2 separate regions of the Ovis aries genome follow, and region 2 is linked to region 1. The links are chromatin contacts, called in public Hi-C maps. All regions are on one chromosome and are shown on one strand. The core of a region is the stretch at or near the end of the contact, and the rest is flanking DNA. Distances in the headings are between cores, read along the strand shown.

Evidence for each region. Hi-C and Micro-C count contacts between places; a contact is called where the count stands out from the background.
Region 2: a Hi-C map of liver shows a contact between it and region 1, with 3 times the contacts expected there. The contact joins the enhancer-like site here to the promoter of TSHR in region 1. A contact is called at or near these places in 5 of 16 Hi-C or Micro-C datasets (hypothalamus, liver, muscle and 2 more).

The regions. Positions count from the first base shown.
Region 1 is chr7:90,435,741-90,441,148 of ARS-UI_Ramb_v3.0, forward strand. It overlaps TSHR (thyroid stimulating hormone receptor), which reads left to right and starts at 2,890. Exons shown (of 10, transcript NM_001009410.1): 1 at 2,890-3,102. The coding sequence starts at 2,933.
Region 2 is chr7:90,731,726-90,737,133 of ARS-UI_Ramb_v3.0, forward strand. STON2 (stonin 2) reads right to left here. Exons shown (of 6, transcript XM_042252819.2): 5 at 4,795-4,997; 6 at 1-2,876. The coding sequence ends at 2,793. It overlaps LOC114115657 (a long non-coding RNA gene), which reads left to right. Exons shown (of 2, transcript XR_006060482.1): 2 at 4,857-5,408. Among named protein-coding and RNA genes, the nearest start is that of GTF2A1, 40 kb to the left of the region's middle. Within about 2 kb of position 3,391, at least 3 of the 54 cell types and tissues checked have an H3K27ac peak or open chromatin away from gene starts, as enhancers often do. A contact at or near this core is called in liver, where this site is marked.

The sequences.
Region 1 (5,408 bases), core at 1,640-4,139:
CCAGTGGTCATGTATGGATGTGAGAGTTGGACCATAAAGAAAGAATAGTGCCAGAGTACTGATGGTTTTGAACTGTGGTGTTGGAGAAGACTCCTGAGAGTCCCTTGGACTGCAAGGAGATCCAACCAGTCAATTGTAAAGGAAATACGTCCTGAATATTCATTGGAAGGACTGATGCTGAAGCTGAAGCTCCAATACTCTGGCCACCTGGCTTACTAGGAAAGACCCTGATGCTGGGAAAGATTGAGGGCCGGAGGAAAATGGGACAACAGAGGGTGTGATGGTTGGATGGCATCACCAACTGGATGGACATGAATTTGGGTAAATTCCAGGAGTCGGTGATGGACAGGGAAGTCTGGCATGCTGCAGTCCATGAGGTCGCAGAGTCGGACATGACTGAGCAACTGAACTGAACTGAACTGATGGTTTGGAGAAGGCAATGGCAACCCACTCCAGTACTTTTGCCTGGTAAATCCCATGGACGGAGGAGCCTGGTAGGCTGCAGTCCATGGGGTTGCTGGGAGTCAGACATGACTGAGCGACTTCACTTTCACTTTTCACTTTCTTGCATTGGAGAAGGAAATGGCAACCCACTCCAGTGTTCTTGCCTGGAGAATCCCAGGGACAGGGGAGCCTGCTAGGCTGCCGTCTATGGGGTCGCGCAGAGTCGGGCACGACTGAAGCGACTTAGCAGCAGCAGCAGCAGCAGAACTGCTGGTTCTTTACAGCAAAATTTTACCGGCACCTATAGCAGGACTGTTAGAGAAGGGCATGGCAACTGACTCAGTGTTCCTGCCTGAAGAACCCTCATGGACAGAGGAGACTGGCGGGCCACAGTCTATGGGGTCACAAAGAGTCGGAGACACTGAGTAACTAATCACAGAGCAGGGCTTTATTGGTCAGTCTGTAGAATTTAAATCTAATTTTATTTGAAATTTTTATTTCTTCTTTTGGTTGTGAAATAATATTCCATTATATGGATGTATTAATACCACTCTTTGTTTCTAGAGGAAGGACATTTGGGTGGTTTCCAGTTTGGGTGGAATATGAATAAAGTCATTACAAAAATTGAAATGCACATATTTAAACTGCACAGTTTGGTGAATTTTGGAAAATGTATGCATCCACCTATGTGCAGTCAAGATATAGAAAATTTCTATAACCCTCGTAAGTTCTCTCCTGTCTTTTCCCAATCTCCCCTAAACATAGTTCTGATTTCCTTCACCATAGCTTCTCCCACATCCCAGAAGTTCATATAAGTAGAAGCGTGTACTATGTGAATGATACTCTCTTTATCTCAAGAAGAATTAGTAAGCAACAGTAAAGCTTTTAAGAGAGAAACAGGCACAATCCAATTTCTATTTTGGATTATCTTGTTAGTTACTGCATGAAGAATGATGAGTAGATGATAGTTTTCCCCTTGAGTCTTCTTTTTCTTCCCATCTTCTGGGGTGATCCATGGGGTCGATAATATTTCTGGGCAGACCAGAATTTATCAGGTGGGACTCAATTCCAGCATCGCAAGCACTGTATTCCGAGTTCCGTTTAAGCCACAGGCACTGATGCTGAAACTGCCATACTTAGGCCACCTGATGAGAAGTGACTCATTGGAAAATACCCTGATGCTGGGAAAGGCAGGAGGAGAAGGGGATGATAGGGGATGAGACTCTTTCTCCTTGGAAGAAAAGCTACGAGAGCATATTAAAAATCAAAGACATTGCTTTGCCAACAAAGGTCCGTCTGGTCAAGGCTGTGGTTTTTCCAATAGTCATGTATGGATGTGCGAGTTGGACCATAAAGAAAGCTTAGCACCGAAGGATTGATGCTTTTGAACTGTGGTGTTGGAAAGGACTCTTGAGAGTCTCTTGGACTGCAAGGAGATCCAATCAGTCCATCCTAAAGGAAATCAGTCCTGAATATTTGCTGGAAGGACCGATGCTGAAGCCGAACCTGCAATACTTTGGCCACCTGATGTGAAGGACTGACTCATTGAAGAAAACCCTGATACTGGGAGATTTAAGGCGGGAGGAGAAGAGGACGACAGAGGATGAGATGGTTGGATGGCATCACCAAAGATGGACATGAGTTTGAGCAAGCTCTGGGAGTTGGTCATGGACAGGGAGTCCTGGCGTGCTGCGGTCCATGGGGTCGCAGAGTGGGACACGACTGAACGGCTGAAATGGACTGAACAGTTTCCGCCGTCTCGGGGTCTGCCCACCAGGTGGCGCCAGAGTCCACCGCCTGCCCGGCCGTGCGCCGAGCTGAGAGCCGGCCGCCAGGCCAGCCCCCGCGGCTATCTGCGCGAGTGTCAGCGCGCGCCCCGCGGGACCCGCGAGGATCCTGCGCGAGAGGCGCGCCTCGGCAACATCGCGGGCTGCCCGGCCACGCGTGCCTGCCTCGGACCCTCGGGCAGAGGCACCCTGGGCCAGGGAGAGCTGAAGTTCTGCGGGACCCGAGTCCTCCCCAGGAGGACAGTCCGTTCCGCTGGAACTTTCTCCGTTTAGAGAGGGTGCGTGCGCGTGGATCCGGAGAGGCAGTTCCCTGGGGGCCGCGGGAAAATGGGGTGGCCCGTTGGGTTTAGGGACCAGCAAAGGAGGGGAAGTCCCAACCAGGCTTTTGGGAGGAAGGCGAGGCGAGGAGCGCGTCGGGGCAGGTTGGAGGGCAGAGGGAGGCAGGGAACAGACGAGGCTAGGGGCGCGGAGAGCGAAGCCGGGGAGCTAGTTTGGGCGCAGGGTTGCCAGGGCGACGGAGCCCTTAAGAGCCTCTTCGGTGCCCTCTCCAGCCTCCGGCTTGGTGCTGAAGTCACAGACCATCGAGCCCTCCTCCCTCCCGCCCCGCGCCGTCTCTCTTGGCCTCGAGGAGCTCGAGGCGCAGAGGGATGAGAGGGAGGCGATCGCGGAGCACGCAGAGGTAGCCTGGGGCCCCGAGGACGATGCGGCCGACGCCCCTCCTGCGGTTGGCGCTGCTTCTGGTCCTGCCCAGCAGCCTCTGGGGGGAGAGGTGTCCGTCTCCGCCCTGCGAATGCCGCCAGGAGGACGACTTCAGAGTCACCTGCAAGGACATCCAGCGCATCCCTAGCTTACCCCCCAGCACGCAGACCCTGTGAGTACCTGGGGAGGAGAGGGGGAACCCAGGAGTCCCAGGCAGCTGGGGAAGGAGGCTGGAAGTGCGTAAAAAGAGCTTGAGAACAGGCCAGAGGGCGTGTGTGTGTCTGTGCGCGTGTGTGTCTGTGTGTCTGTACGTGTAGTACCCAAACATGGTATTGATGATACCCCAGTTATTCATAACGCAGAAGTTAACAAAACTTTAGTACAAGATGAAAAGTGACAGTTGTCCTTTCTAAGAGAGTTGTTTTTCTGCACTTTGCCTCAGCCAGAATCTCAATTTTACTTAAAATGTAAACGAGCTTGCTGACAACTCAAGAACTGATCTTTTTGATCTCATTTTGGGTGATGAAAAATTGTTTTAAAAAAAAGTGTTTCAATTTTTATAGTCTTTCTAGATGAGAAGTTATCTTAGTAGGTTTCTTGATTCATCAAATAGTTGATGGAATTTAATCAGGGCTCTTTTTAAACTACAGTCATCTTTCAGTATCCACGGCCATTGGCTCCAGGACCCCTGTGTATACCAAAATCCAAGGATATTCGAGTGAAGTATTTGCATATCACCTATGCACATCCTCCTGTACACTTTAGAACACCTCTAGATTACTTGTAAAACCTAAAACAGTCTAAATGTTATATAAATAATGTTAAAAAACAATGTAAATTCTCTGTCAATAGTTGCCAGTGTGGGGGATATTCAAGTTATGCTTTTTGGAACTTTCTGGAATGCCGTGTACCCCACCCTTGAGTATATGCAATCCAGGGTTAGTTGAATCTACAGATGGAACACCTGCCCTTATGGAATACCCTTTACAGTTTGCATGAAGTATATGTGTTACTCACTCAATGATGAACTCCCCACTTCTTATTGTTGCTGTTTAGTCACTAAGTTGCGTCCAGCTCTTTTGCAATCTCATGGACTGTAGCCCGCCAGGCTCCTCTGTCCATGCAATTTTCCAGGCAGGAATATTGGAGTGGGTTGCCATTTCCTTCTCCAGGGGATCTTCTCAACCCAGGGACCAAACCCGGATCTCCTGCATTGGCAGGCAGATTCTTTACTACTGAGCTGCCTGGGAAGCCACACCTACTTATGTAGTACATCCAGAAACCTCCTTTTGGGTAAGCGCAGTAAAGATAAAAAGAGATGAAATTCCAAATAGTATATTTTTATCTGCATGTTAAATGTTACCAAATTAGAAGCCTAATGTTAAATAAGCTTTGAGTGTAAAAGAGTTAGTTGCTTAGTCGTGTCCAACTCTTTGGGACCCCATGGACTGTGGCCCTTCAGGCTCTTTGACCATGGAATTCTCCAGGCTAGAATTCTGGAATGGGTTGCCATTCCCTTCTCCAAGGGATCTTCCCGACCCAGGGCTCAAAGCTGGATCTCCTGAATTGCAGGCAGATTCTTTACTGTCTGAGCCACAAGGGAAGCCCATTGTTCCTTAACACACATTTAAGTCAATGACAATTGAGAGGATGAATGTAATCAAGGGAAGAAGACTTTTTTGGGTGATCAGAAACAGAATGGTAAGAAAGAATAGTAAAGACAATCTTGTTTACCTATTTACTTGTTTTCCTATTTACTTAACTGGTTAAACCCAGTTAAGGTCAGTAAGCACAGGTAGATAAATGGAAAGCAATGGTAAAGTTGTGTTTAAAATTCCCTCCAGCAGTTAGCAGTAGGTTATGAACGTTTCAGCACAAGTATGTACTTGTGTGCAGCCTCCAAGTATTGCTTCATTGCCCATGCTGCCACCCCAGAAGAAAAGCTGTTCTTAGCATCTTGATGTTTTGGTGGAACCCTTGCATTGACTCCTTGCAGCTCCCGTGATAAAGTTCTTTTGTGCAGCCTACAAGATCCTTTGAGACCTAGTCCAGTCTTTCAGACCTCGTGGCTCATGGTCTGTCACACTTCAGGGGTAGAAAGAGTTTCTGCTATTGAGCAGAATTTCTGGAACTTTCCCTCAAATCCTTTGCTCCTGCAAGCTGCTTTTGCCTTTCCTTCTGCATTCTAGTCCTCTGCCTAAAGTGACTTTTCTCTTTTCCTCACCTGGCTGATTCCTACTCCAAGGTCCAGATTGGGGGTTAACTCCCTCCGGGAAGCCTCTCCTGGCCAACGACTCCTAGGCTCAGTGAGCTCTGTTCCTTTGACAGCATCCTGCACGTGAACTCCAGCCTCCCCCCAACACACAGGTTTTCTGTAACTTGTTATCCCTTTGAGTGCCTGTCTTAGCAGAAAATGAACTTGTCTAACCCAGGGACCCTGTCTTTCAGCCCTTGTTATTGTTGTTTAGTCACTAAGTC
Region 2 (5,408 bases), core at 2,141-4,640, 300 kb after region 1:
ATCAAAAAGGTATTTGTCCAGCTGTGTTTTCTATGTAGACTATTAACAAAACTACATAGAAACTATGTCTAAAAATAAGTAGTCTTACATTTTGCAATTCCCTAAATGCTACCCATAAGCAATTTCTAAAATACAGAGGAAAAACAAATCTGATGAAATCAAGGTGTTAAGTTTTCAAAAATGAATGATAATTTGATTGCTGAATGTAGATAGTATGGAAGGAAGTTTTCCAACCCTTGGTTTAAAAAAAAAAAAATCCAGGTAAAGCACAAAGGCAATGAGAATTAACCAATAGGAAAAAAGGGTCCAACCACCAATACATATGTGATGCTAGCAGGTAAAGCAGAGCTCTTGAGAGGGTGCATGGGCTCTAAACTTGGGTAAGGAAGGTGCTAGAATATGCTTGACCTTGGCAATTCTTCCACCCATCTCAATGCTTCTATGAGGAATCCTCAGGAGCTTTTAGCACAAGGGGGGAAGGACTATGCCTTGGAGTCCCCCCACTTGACAAAGACCTCTAGAGGAACTCACTGTTTTTCAAAGAGCATGCAAAGCCACTTACAAAATAAAATCAAGTAGAGTTAGAGTCCTATTACTATTGAAACTAAACATCAGTATCTTGGTAAGAATCTTGCCTACATCCAATCCTAGAGTCCCTTTCATGGCATTTAGGAGAGATGGGTTATTTTAGCTTTTGCTTGGGTATCTATAGCAACCGGAAATTCTACTAGTTGAGTCCATTCCTCTTTAGAATAACTCCTATTACAAGGTTCTTTCTTGTGTTGAAGCAAATATTTGTCATCTATTAAGCTCCTCTTTTTGCCCTTTGAAGCAACGCAGGAAGAGTCCAGTTCCTCTCCCCTTTTATAATTCAATGGAGATTTCAAGGTAGCTATTATATCATCCCCTCTTTATCCCTTTGCAACTATCTTCTGTTCTTCGGGGGAACTACTGCCCGGTTCCACATATAATCAGACTCTTCATGGTCCTGGCCACCTGACTCTGGATGCAATTTATTAATGTCTCTCTTAAAATGCAGTTCCCAGAACGGAACCCAATGCCCCATGCAGATGTGGACTGAGCTGTGCCGTGGGCAGGGCTCCCTGGATTTCTGTAACCACAGGCCAAGTGTGTTCGTGTAGCTGTGAGATACCCCTAACTCAAAGCTGAACTCACATTTCCCTAAGAAAACATTCCTACAAAAACTGCTGTGAAACCAGGACTTTCTAACACCTTTCCCATTAACACACACATCCGTACACACATAGGTGCCCTCATCTATACTTCATTTAAGAAACTCAGAATATGGGAGTCTCTCATTAATGCCTGTTCAATTTTATCCTTTTAGTTTCAGTCTTATGTTCACATATTTCAAAAATTATAATGATTTCTGTATCCTAATGTCAGTACATAGTTAGAATTCAGTGAATATTTATGGGATGAATTAATCCTGAATCTACTAGTCAACAGACTATATATATATGTCTATTTCTGGGTCATCTATAAATCTGATAGGCATACTTTCTGCCCCCCTTACTCTCTTCTTCAACAGAGAACTAAGAAGGCAAATAAAAGCTGCCTTTAAATTGTTGAGCTAGTATCCCCTTTGGGATGCGGAAGTACAGAATGTGAGCAGGAACAGATGAAGAGAAAGAATATTGAGTGTCCTAGATCCCTGGGATCAGGATTTAAGGCTCCCAACATTAGAAAAATATGGCTTCCCCCATCTCTACCCTAGAGTCTTCTGCCTTTCAGATCTATTAGAATACTGTGATTATCAAAGTGTGAATTTCTAGGAAAAGCTCATACAAGCTTAATTTTGAAACAGCTCTTAAAATGATCTTTTTCAAATTACATTTCCTACAAAGTCTGAGTTAGAGACACACAGCTGTCTATTGGCTATGAGGTATAAAATGGAGTTCCCAAAATGCCCTTGACAAATGCCTGAGATGTATGTATCCATTTATTTCAGGAGTCAGAAATAGCATATATTTTTCAGTGTGAATTTAGAAAATCACTGAGATTGAAGCTGTCTCCTGAATTGAATATTATCTCGAAATGAACGTTCCTTTTCCCTGGAACGAAGAAAAATAGCTCAATTTTGCTTTCCCTTCAACAGCCACTCTTTGCAGAATACAGGGCTAATTACGGAATTTAAAAGCATCCTATTGTGCCCTTTTCCCCATTGTCTATTGTGACTCAGGATGGTGAACCCTGGGACTGACAGTTTAGAAGATGGAAAAAGTGTTTCAATCTCGAACTCGGAAGAAAACATTTCAGAAACATCTTTGCATAGTGCTAACATTTGAAGCATGGAGACACCTATGAAAGGTCTAGCAGACCCAGAGAAGAAATTGGCTTTGTACCTTTTGTCATTTTTTTCTCTAGAGGGAATGATGGAGGTGGAGTCTTGGTTAATTAACTTCTCAAAAAACTGTTTTCCAGAAATTGATTGACCAACACTAGGGGGCCGGGGGGGGGTCTTTTCCTGACTATGATCACTCATGACAAGCCACACCTAAGAGCCGTGAGATAAGCAAGAGTGGAGAAGAGGCTTAATTATACGGTAAGCTCCACAGGCCAGGGGACCCGACAGCTTCAAGCATAGTCAGAGCCTCTCTCAGGCAGCCATCTTAGGGTTTCCTGTTAGAATACAGGTAACTACAAACAGGATGGTCCATACCCTGTTCCCCACAGGGAGGAGCCACGCTAGGTACTGACTTGAATTTCAGCTATTCAGGAAGACATCCTATTGTGCCACTTGGGTCAGGAACCCCTGCAAGACAGCCTCATCACTGGACCCCGCACTCCTTGGGATTTTCCATGTTGTCTCCGTCCAAGTCCAGCTTCAAACTCTTTTTTTGCTCAATTTCCACCTGTCAAGGAATAGACATCGGAGAGAAATAATCAGAAAGAAATATCAGGAAAACACCCCAACAACTAACCAAAAGAGAAAAACCTCACTAGGTTCTTTGAGAGTCCATCCTTATAGTTTGGTTAATGTTCTGGGGTTTAGCTACACCAAGCTACTGGGCCTGTATACACCATGGCTTTGAATGTGCACATGCCCTTGGCTTGGTCTGGAATTCCTCTCCCTCTCAGTCCACCTGGGAAATCCTTCTTCTTTGCCTTGCACAGTTGCTCAAAGTCTCCTATAAAGCTATTCTTGACTCCCCAGGTAGAATCAGGTGCCCCCCCTGTGTATATATCCTCTGCACCCTGTACACTTGCCCAGCCCCACTACACCACAGGCTCTGTAAGACAGGGCAGGCCCTTTTTAACTATTAAACCCCCAAAATACAGGCATACACAAAGGTTTATCAAATGAATGGATTTCTTTGCAGTTGGCTGTTTACACTCTCCATGACTTTGTCCCTTTAAACAGTCTGCAGAGAATTCCCTGGTAGTCCAAAGGTCAGGACTCTGCACTTCCACTGCAAGGGGCACAGGTTCAATCCCTGGTCAGTGAACTAAGATCTTACCTACCGTACGGCACAGCCAAAAAAAAAAAGTGTCCAATAGTATTTACAGTTCTGCCTGTATCTTTTGCAGAATACTATAGCTGTTAACTATAAAGGGATTAATCAATTAATCTTGTCTTGAGAGTGACATAGCTCATCTGAAGCCTTTTGATATGTCAGGCAGTGAATCTTTTGAGTTACGGAGCTTCATAATGAAAGCTGCTTCTCTCAATACCCATATTTATAATAATGAGGGAAAGAATTCAGACAAAACAGCTGACTATGGTCATGTTTGAAGTGCTGAGTTTTGTGTTTTTTTTCCTGGCCACAAGATGGAGTATTTGTTCTTTTCGGTAGTTGAATGTTTTGGATTGCACAACTAAGGAAATATTTAAAGAACAATTAAATGATGGTATAAATCCAAGGGTGTTATTATGAATAGAAAATTATTAAACCGCTTTGCCAAATCCCTCTTCAGTGTGCCCCCCGCCCCCTTGCCCATTTTCCATCGTCTTTGGCATTTAATCTCCTGCATGTGTGTGCTCAGTTGCTTCAGTTGTGTCTGACTCTTTGCAACTTTATGGACCTTAGCCAGCCAGGCTCCTCTGTCCAAGGGATTCTCCAGGGAAGAATCCTGGAGTGGGTGTCCCTGCCCTCCTCCAGGGGATCTTCCCAACCCAGGGATGGAACCTGCACCTCAACATCTCTTGCATTAGCAGACAGGCTCTTTACCACTAGCATCTCTTCCTACTGAATCTCTCTTAATTCCCCAGGATATAATCACTCTTTATGTCCGAACTCTCCAGCTTCACAGCCCCCTTTACAGCCCTGATCCTGTTACTACTATAAAGGTTTGCTCGGCTTTCGAGATTGCTCTGTTACAGCCCAGTGACCAGGTCAGATGTGTCTTAACCTCACTCAGATCCACTTCACCAACATCTGCAGCTGAAATATATGCTTAGAGTTAGCATTCTCCTGAGCCTGCCTGCACTTCCAAGCCCACTCCCCTGCACATAAATTATATGATAAACGAGTAATAATAATCCCCTTACCCCGTGACTCTTTTGTCATTGTTCGTGACAACTGAGACATTATATCCTCCTCTTTCATTAGCCTCTATTTCTCTTTCCAGCCTTTCTGTTGCCCACTAGCAGGATTATTCATTTAGCTCTGAGCAGACTAAACCACAGCTATGCGTGCTGGGCCACCTCCACGGTGGCCGGAGCGCCCGTCTGCACCCTGGGCGGGCACTGCTAAAAGGAATGGGAGCAGGGAGCGTTTGGGGGTAAATAGACAGACTTGGAAGCATTAGCCAGATGCCCCCCGAGGCTACCTTGTAGCTGTAGTGTGCAGAATAATTGACCCACTTCCTGACGTCAGTCTTGTCTTCCACAGAGATGGATCTCACAGCAGCTTTGGAGGCAGACGTTGTAGGCATGCTGAACTCGACGTTCACGTGATTGGCAAATCTGGAAGGCACTTCCCGGTCCGAGCCAAGTTCAAGGTGGCAGAAGAAACAGTGTGGGTGACCAGAAGCTATAAAAGAAAAACAAAGATTCTAGGGTTCGGGTTCTTTGGCGAAGAAATGGAAGGAGAGCCTGAGTAACAAACAAAGGAGGCCTGGCAGCCTTTCAGAGGGTCCAGCGCTGAGCAGAGGACTGGCCTCGGCAGAAACCACACTGCACGTATATGCCTCAGATCTCTGGACGTAACACCGTCTCATTTCGGTAGCCTGGGATCCTAGCAATAAAACGCGTGACCTGGGAAATGAGGCTTACTCTGCCTGCTCAGGTCAGAGCTCGACGTGAACACAGCACAAATACCAAGAAACAGAGATTGTAGATTGGCAGAAAGGAATAAAAGAGATCAGCACTTAGCACCTAATAAAACAACAAAGACAGCCACCTGGAGCAAAATCATCAATTTCTTTTGAAAGCTGAATTGAAT